3 separate regions of the Sus scrofa genome follow, and regions 1 and 3 are each linked to region 2. A link is a contact called in public HiChIP or PLAC-seq data. All regions are on one chromosome and are shown on one strand. Each heading gives the region's core, a stretch centred on a gene start, on an enhancer-like site or on the middle of the called end of the contact. The rest is flanking DNA. Distances are from core to core; before and after follow the strand shown. Region 1 overlaps LMNB1 (lamin-B1). Region 2 overlaps ALDH7A1 (alpha-aminoadipic semialdehyde dehydrogenase). Region 3 has its middle 49 kb from the start of GRAMD2B.

The links. HiChIP or PLAC-seq counts read pairs in DNA pulled down with a chosen protein or histone mark.
Region 1: a contact with region 2 is called in an H3K27ac HiChIP or PLAC-seq map of alveolar macrophages. The contact joins two enhancer-like sites.
Region 3: an H3K27ac HiChIP or PLAC-seq map of alveolar macrophages shows a contact between it and region 2. The contact joins two enhancer-like sites. A contact is called at or near these places in 2 of 47 Hi-C or Micro-C datasets (both in liver) and 1 of 2 datasets of contacts at active chromatin or transcription factors (alveolar macrophages).

The regions. Positions count from the first base shown.
Region 1 is chr2:129,848,185-129,851,026 of Sscrofa11.1, reverse strand. It overlaps LMNB1 (lamin-B1), which reads right to left. Exons shown (of 11, transcript XM_003123882.5): 8 at 2,631-2,735. Among named protein-coding and RNA genes, the nearest start is that of LMNB1, 42 kb to the right of the region's middle. Within about 2 kb of position 1,321, at least 2 of the 83 cell types and tissues checked have an H3K27ac peak or open chromatin away from gene starts, as enhancers often do. A contact at or near this core is called in alveolar macrophages, where this site is marked.
Region 2 is chr2:129,680,843-129,683,658 of Sscrofa11.1, reverse strand. ALDH7A1 (alpha-aminoadipic semialdehyde dehydrogenase) reads left to right here. Exons shown (of 18, transcript XM_013995069.2): 10 at 2,547-2,588. Among named protein-coding and RNA genes, the nearest start is that of ALDH7A1, 27 kb to the left of the region's middle. Within about 2 kb of position 1,513, at least 1 of the 83 cell types and tissues checked has an H3K27ac peak or open chromatin away from gene starts, as enhancers often do. A contact at or near this core is called in alveolar macrophages, where this site is marked.
Region 3 is chr2:129,498,783-129,501,850 of Sscrofa11.1, reverse strand. No RefSeq gene overlaps it. Among named protein-coding and RNA genes, the nearest start is that of GRAMD2B, 49 kb to the left of the region's middle. Within about 2 kb of position 1,785, at least 2 of the 83 cell types and tissues checked have an H3K27ac peak or open chromatin away from gene starts, as enhancers often do. A contact at or near this core is called in alveolar macrophages, where this site is marked.

The DNA.
Region 1 (2,842 bases), core at 72-2,571, 170 kb before region 2:
TCTGTAGGGACACTTTGCTCTGGTCTTTCTAAGACCACATGAAAACAGATACCAAAGTTTTGCGCCCCGTAAGTTATTTTGCAATATAAAGGGCTATATGATGACAAAAGGAAGACTGCAGATGGGTACAAGCAGGTATTTTGTAAATGGCGAGAAAACCACATCAATTACTGAGTAGAAGAGACCCACTTCCTCTAAAGGTGCTCACTTGTAGCTTCCAGATCTTCCATCCACATTATAAATGGGAAGGGGCAAGAAACATTTACTAGGATAAAACTAAAAGAATTGGATCTGGGCCAACTTTCAGGTGACATGGATTGTTAACCTAATCTCAAGCTATACTTTTCACTAGACCACATGGAATCATACAGTTGGTTTACTTATTTTTCCTTTTTAAGGCCACACCTGCGGCGTATGGAGGTTCCCAGGCTGGGGTCAAATCAGAGCTGCAGCTGCTGGCCTGCAGCACAGCCACAGCCACACCAGATCCAAGCCGCATTTGCAACCTACACCACAGCTTGTGGTAACTCCGGATCCTTAACCAACTGAGCAAGGCCAGGAATCAAACCTGCATCATCACAGGTACTAGCTGGGTTCTTAACCCGCTGAGCCACAATGGGAACTCCTGGAATCATATTGTTGGTTTAGTGTTAATCACATAATGTCAATAACCTTACTGGGTAATTCAGTAGGTCCTAGGGCTGTGTTGTTCAATACGGCAGCCACATGGGCTTGTGAGCATTTGAAAGGTGGTTAGTTCCAACAGAGGTATGATGTAAGGTTAGCTCTAAGTATGAAGACTTGGTTCAAAAACAAAAAGAGTAAAATATCTAACAAAATGTTATACTGATCACATGTTGAAATAATAGTTTATGAGAAAATTTAAAATCACATATGTAGTTTCCTTATTTCTATCCTAGAGTTTTGAATTGATCTTTGCTACCGCCTTGCATTGTACAATTTAACGGAAAGATCACTTATGACTACCATGTTTCAAAGAGCTCCTTAACACATTTAATGCCAGCCACCAAAGGAAAAGAAAATGCATTACAGTATTTTACGTGAAAATTGAGTTCTCCACTAAACCTATAGAATATATATTTAGTCCCTGAGACACTATATCCAGGGGAAAAAGCAGATGATTGGCATAATGGTTTTATACCACTTTAAAGAGAGAGCACACTCAAATCTGAATCTTTGGAATTAAAATGTCAAACTCTTTCCACTACATTATGCAACTTCCATAAGACACGTAATAGGACTGAGCCATTTTCTCTCCTATAATAACTGCTAAAGAGAAGAAAAGACAGTGTGGTTAGGATATCTGTTCCCATTCTTACCCATTATTACAAAATTAGCATCTGATATTTTCACAATGTGGTGGCGAGTTCTACAAATATACTTTAAAAGAGAAGTTCTAACCTGTTAGAGCCTTTAATCTTAAACACTAAGGGAGGTTTCTATCAATCATAAAATTTTAAGACATGTGTTTAATATCCTTTTTTTTTTTTTTTTTTGGCTTTTTAGGGCCGCACCCTCCAATTCAATTAGGGGTTGAATTGGAGCTGCAGCTGCCTGCCTACAACACTACCACAGCAATACTGGATCCCAGCCATGTCTGCGACCTACACCGCAGCTCACGGCAACGCCAGATCCTCAACCCACTGAGGGAGGCCAGGGATCAAACCCGCATTTTCGTGCATACTAGTCAGATTCGTTTCCGCTGCCCCTCAACGGGAACGCCAAACATGTGTTTAATATTCTTAAAGAAGCAGCTATAAAAAGAAAGTCACTTCAGCATTCTTTAGGGAATGAAAACAGTAACCTGTTTAAAATCTGTATCAAAGTTAACATATTTTGTTTGCTACATCTACTTACTGAGTAAAAGTAAAGGAATCTTGTGTTTGCTCAATGAAGAATACTTCTCTAAAGTCAGCTCATGATTATTTAGGAACTATTACAGACGTGGCATTTCAGGACAGCAACGGAGAAAACAGAGTCAGAATGGCACAGGGTTCATCTCTCTCAAAATATCAACACCTCATATATTTGAAAGAAAAACCACGCTATCCTCGCTCGTGTATTAGGTTTAGAGACTGATACTTCGCAATAGTACTTATCACCTAGGAACTTCTGTTCAAAACACAGGTTCCCTGCCCCAACTAAGAGTGAGGAACGGCCTGGTCACCAGAAACACTCTCCAGATGACTGTGCTGCTTACCCCTAACAGGGCTAAAGCACCCCTAGTATTAACAGTTATCTCCTGACAGTTCTTTACGCCAAGCAGAACCTCCTGAACCACAGCAGGGCTACCACTATCAATCAAGAAGTAGCTATTCTGTTTTGTTTTCTGGGGAGCCAACAGGGAAGGAAGAGGAAGCTGCCTTCTATCCACTGAAGCAGACAAAAAGAACTCAAAGGTCAATTCTTTCGCTTTTATTAGTGTATTACCACTCTCAATCACATACAATTTTTAAAATGTTTAATAGCACTTGTAATTCCCTAATAATAACAAAAATGTTTTAAGGCCCATTCCTAAAATGTTTCTATTCAAGCCCAAATGGTTTTAATTACTTTAACTGTTGGTTAAGATAATCAAGTTAAATTAAATGATGACTAAATTAACTTACTGTAACAGTCTGGCCTGCCTTCAGCACATATCTTGAGGTATATTTGTAACTGACTGACGTGTCTCCAATTTTTCTGATCATCTCCCAGCCTCCCATTGGCTGATCCTATTGAAAGAACAAAATAAAATAAGGTGACTTCAAATATATAGAAAGTTAGGAAATAATTGCATAAATCAATCTATAGGCAGATAAACTAAGACAGTTTTATGGCT
Region 2 (2,816 bases), core at 264-2,763:
TTTATAGGAAGGAGATTAGAAAGCACTGTACCATATTGGGAGTGATTTCATGGTGCCCTATGGACCATAGCTTTTGCCTGATGGAGTCTTTTTTTTTTTTTTTTTTTTTGTCTTTTCTGGGACCACACCTGCAGCATATGGGGTTCCCAAGCTAGGGGGTCTAATTGGAGCTGTAGCTGCCGGCCTACACCAGAGCCACAGCACCTCGGGATCCGAGCCCCTTCTGCGACCTACACCACAACTCACAGCAATGCCCGATCCTTAACCCACTGAGCAAGGCCAGGGATCGAACCTGCAACCTCAGGTCAGATTCGGTAACCACTGAGCTATGACGGGAACTCCTGATTGTTTTTTTTAGCCTTTTTCTAGGGCCGCACCCACAACATATGGAGGTTCCCAGGCTAGGGGTCCAATCAGAGCTGTAGCCGCTGGCCTACACATCAGCCACAGCATCGTGGGGTCCGAGCTATGACCTACACCATAGCTCATGGCAACACCGCATCCTTAACCCATTGATCGAGGCTGGGGATCGAACCTGCAACCTCATGGTTCCTAGTTGGATTCTTTTCCACTGCGCCACTATGGGAACTCTCCTGCTTGATTCTTTATGCTGTTTTTTGTTTTTCTGTTTTTAGTGCCACACCCGCAGCATATGAAGGTTCCCAGGCTAGGGGTCGAATCAGAGCTATAGCCGCCGGCCTGAGCTACAGCCGCCGGCCTACACCACAGCCACAGGAATGTGGGATCTGGGCTGTGTCTGCCACCTACACCATAGCTCACGTTAACATCTGATTCTTAACCCACTGAGTGAGGCTTGGGATCGAACCTGTGTCCTCAAGGATGTCAGATTCGTTTATGCTGAGCCATAGGAACTCTCCTTTATGTCTTTTTTTTTTTTTTTTTTTTAAATAATTTTCTACAATGAACACATAATTTTTAAACTTTGGTTGTTTTGGCTGCACCAATACCATCTAGGAGTTCCCGGGCTGGAATTAGGGATCAAACCTGTGCCACAACATTGACGTAAGCCACCGCAGGGACAACACTGGATCCTTAACCTCCTGTGCCACAAAGAACGTCCTTTTTTTTTTTTTTATTGTGATGAGAGAAATATATAACATAAAACATAGCATTTGTTTTGAAATATCTATCATAAACTTCTCGTTTTATAAGAAGTGGCATTAGGTACAGTTCTATTTGCATTCGCATTGTTGTGAAACCATCACCACCATCCATTTCCAGAACTTCATTGTCTTCCCAGCTCTACTCATTAAGACCCCCTTTCTTCCTTCTCTTAGCTCTTGGCAGCCAGCATTCTGCTTTCTGCGTCTTACGGATTTGGCTATTCTAAGAACCACTTAGAAGTAGAATCATATAGTAGTTATTTTTTGTGACTAGGTTATTTCACTTTTGTTATAGCATGTGTCACAACTTCCTTTTTAAGACTGAATAATACTCCAGTGCATGGCAGTTCTACTATTTGTTAGCCGTGCGTTTCTCAATATACACTTTGGTTTCTTCTGCCTTTTAGCTACTGTGAATAATGCTGCCACAAGTACTGTGCAGTCCCCCTTTGACTTCTTTGGGTTAAGTACCCACAGATAGAATTGTTAGATCATGTGGTGGTGTTTAATTTCTTAGGAAATTTTCATACAATTTTGCACTGTAACTGCACCGTTTCATACTAACTTGAGTTTGGGGGGATGTAATTTCGAACTTAGAGAAATTCCAAGGCTAACGCAAGGACTTCTTGTGTATCCTTCAAAGAGATTTACCAATTGCTTACATTTTGCCCCATTTTAAAAATCATTTTCTGGAGTTCCTGTTGTGGCGCAGCCCAAACGAATCTGACTAGGATCCATGAGGATGCAGGTTTGATACCTGGCCTTGCTCAGTGGGTTAAGGATCTGGTGTTGCTGTGGCTGTGGTGTAGGCCAGCGGCTGGAGCTCTGATTGGACCCCTAGCCTGGGAACCTCCATGTGCCGTGGGTGCGGCCCTTAAAAAAATAATAATTTTCTCTCTAGCAACATAAACATAAATACATAAATGTATACATATATGCTGTGAGGGCATATTATTTTTGAACCTTTTGAGAAAATTGAAGACATGGTATTCCTTTACCACTAAGTATTTTGGTATATTTCCCAAGAACAAGGACAGTCGTATAACCATGATAGAGTTATTAAAATCAGGAAACTTGATGCAGTGTTCATGCTAAATATTTTTCCTTGAGAAGCTTTCTTTCATCATTTTGGCCACCCTGCAGCATCTGGAAGTTCCTGGCTCAGGGACTGAACCCACACCACAGCAGCAACCCGAGCTGCTGCAGTGACAATGTAGGATCCTTAACCCTCCACCACAAGAGAACTCGGAGAAGTGTTTTTTTTTTGTTTTTTTTTTTTTACTGAGGTACAGTTGATTTATTCTCATGCTGTGTTTTAAATCAAGAAATAAAACAATTGGGATAGGTTATGGTTTGAGGCCATCTAGTTGTGCTCATTAACCACTGAAATAGGCACTCATTGGTGTTTCTGTATCTTTAAAGGGAGAAGTTTATTAGAACTTGGAGGAAACAATGCCATTATAGGTAAGGCTGCCCTTTCTTTTTTGTTTTCTGTTTAAAATCATTCTGAATACACAGAACTTGTGTAAGACCCTCCTTCTTTCTGCGTTATGTTTGTCTAATTCCCATGTTGAGGAATTTTCCTTGTGAAATAGGACACGATGGTTTGAAGGCAGAGGAACTAGGAGGACAAGGTGTTCATGTTTGGAAAATGTTACCTCAGGCTTAGAACTTGTGTGTGAGACTTGCAAG
Region 3 (3,068 bases), core at 536-3,035, 180 kb after region 2:
TAAACAAATTTTTATTATTTTTAAGAGGACTTGCAATCAAAATGAGGAACAAACAGGCACATCTTCTCAGTTCCCTCCCCACAGTTGGAGCACAAGGGGCCGGAGGCGTTGACATAGAACCAGAAAAGACATGTTCCGAGAACTCCATGAAGCAGATGTGAGGAAGATTTGTTTGGAATAAACGTACCTCTGGCCAAGATGGTTCTGAGATTCGTCTAGAAACTAGATGGTAGATGATGAGATTTTGAAACAAATTGGGACCTAAAGATACTTCAGGATACAGACCCAGAGGGGTTAGACCATCTACCCCAAGTCACACGAAGAATTAGTGGCACATCTGGTGCTGCCTTCCTGACTCTCCCTTCACTCCTGGCCTGGTAACCTGTTCACACCATATAGCTCCATACCATTCCTCCTCCTGTCACTCACAGGACAGTGAAAACATACCACGGACCCCCAGCAACAGCCCAGCCTGTCTCCTATTGTCTTCATACAGAGCAAGAGAGGGCCGTGATCATATAATCTACAGCCTTTCACTCTCCACTGCTATTGAGTAAGGTAACAATTCTTTTTTTTTTTTTTACTCTTAGGCATTAACTTTTTTTTTTTTTTTTGGTCTTTTCCGGGCTGCTCCTGTGGCATATGGAGGTTCCCAAACTAGGAGTCTAATGGGAGATATAGCTGCTGGCCTACACCACAGAGCAACATGGGATCTGAGCCTCATCTACAACCTACACCACAGCTCACGGCAACACCAGATCCTTAACCCACTGAGCGAGGCCAGGGATCGAATCTGCAACCTCATGGTTCCTAGTAGGATTTGTTAACCACTGAGTCAAGATGGCACCTCCTCTTAGGCATTAACTTTTTAGTGTTTTATTGTTAATTATAATATTTTAAAATGTCCTCAGTTCTTGGAGTTCCCCTTCATGGAGTTCAAAGGTCCCTTTCAAAAGTTCCCTTTGCAAAGTTCCCATTGTGACTCAGCAGTAACGAACCTTGACTGGTACCCATGAGGACGCAGGTTTGATCCCTGGCCTCGCTCAGTGGGTTAAGGATCTGGGTGTTACTTGAAGCTGTGGTATAGGTTACAAAGGTGGCTTGGATCTGCCATTGCTGTGGCTGTGGCTGTGGTGCAGGCCAACAGCTACAGCTCTGATTTGACCCCTAGTCTGGAAACTTCCATATGCTGTGGGTGTGCCCTTAAAAAAAAAAAAAAAATCTTCAATTCCTTGAATTTCAGGGATTTTTCACCCCATATTTTGCTACTGGATTCCAGGGCCAGCACATATTTTATTAACAGCCCAGATCCTTTGTGTTTGAATCTTTACAATGCCACTTCGTTTTCTAAACTGTAAAATGGGAATAATAATAGTATTTACCTAATAGGTATATTGGGAAAGGAAATTAGTTAATACTTATAAAGACTGAATATTTGCCTGGCAAATAATGAGAACTCAGTAAGTTGCCATAAATATTACTGCCAACATTTATAATTCTTTTAACCAACATGTATAATAAAATCGTAGGGCCTTTATAAAGTAACTAGTTGTATGTTTTCAAAAATTTAAAAATAGCCTAAGATATAATTTACATAGAGTCTATCTGTTCAAAGTGTATGATTTGGTGGTTTTTCGTTTATTTACCAAGTTACACAACCACCACCACCAGCTAATTTTGGAACATTTTCATCACTCCAGAAAGAAACCTTGTACCCAATGGCAGTTATTTTCCATTCCTCTGACTTCTCTTTTCTCTGCCTGTAGGCAACCACTAATCTGCTGATGCTCTCTCTCTTTATATATGAGACAATTCATTCTCAGCTCTAGAGAGAGGAAGTACCTACTCTGGATACTTCATATAAGTGGGATTATACTATATGTGATCTTTTGTGACTGGCTTCTTTCACTTAGCAGGTTCACAGGTTTCCGCCGTATAGTAGCATGTATCAGTAATTCATTCCATTATATGACCAAATAATATTCCACTGTATGCGTATAATTTTATTTATCCATTCTTGAGGTGATGGATATTTGAATTGTTTCCACATTTGAGCTTTATGAAAAATTCCGCTATGGAAATTTGTGCACAAGTTTTGTGTGAACATGTATTTTCAATTATCTTGGTTATATGCCTAGGGGTGAAATTGCTCTATTTAACTTTTTGAGGAACTACCAAACTGTTTTCCAAAGTGACTGCCCCATTTTACATTCCAGCCAGCAATGGCTGAGAGCTCCAATGTCACCACATGCCTGCCAACATTTATTATTATTATTATTTTTTGGTCATAGGCATTCTTGTGGATGTGAAATGGGGTCTCATATTTTTGATTTGAATCTTCCTAATGACAAATCATGTTGAGCATTTTTTTTCTGTGCTTATTGGCTATTTATCTCTCTTTTTTTTGGAGAAAAATCTATTTAATACTTTGCCCATTGGACTGTCTTTTTATTACTGAGTTGTATCCTTTATATATTCTGAATGTATTCATGTATATAGAATGTATATAGTCTCTTTTCTGATATATAAGTTGCAATACTTTCTCCTAGTCTATAGATTGTCTCTTCATTTCTTTTTTTTTTTTTTTTTTTTTTGTTGTTGTTGTTGTTGTTGTTATTGTTGCTATTTCTTGGGCCGCTCCTGCGGCATATGGAGGTTCCCAGGCTAGGGGTTGAATCGGAGCTGTAGCCACCGGCCTACACCAGAGCCACAGCAACGTGGGATCCGAGCTGCGTCTGCAACCTACACCACAGCTCACGGCAACGCCGGATCGTTAACCCACTGAGCAAGGGCAGGGACCGAACTCGCAACCTCATGGTTCCTAGTCGGATTCGTTAACCACTGCGCCACGACGGGAACTCCATTTCTTGATGATGTCCTTTGAAGCAAAAACGTTTTAATTTTGATAACATCCAATTTATCAGTCTTGTATCACTTGAGCTTTTTGTGTTGTACTTAAGGAATAGTTGCCTAACCCGAGGTTATGAAGACTTACTCCTATGCTTTTTCTAAGAGTTTTATAGTTTTAGCATTTATATTAGTGCAAGATCTTTGAGCCACTTTGAGTT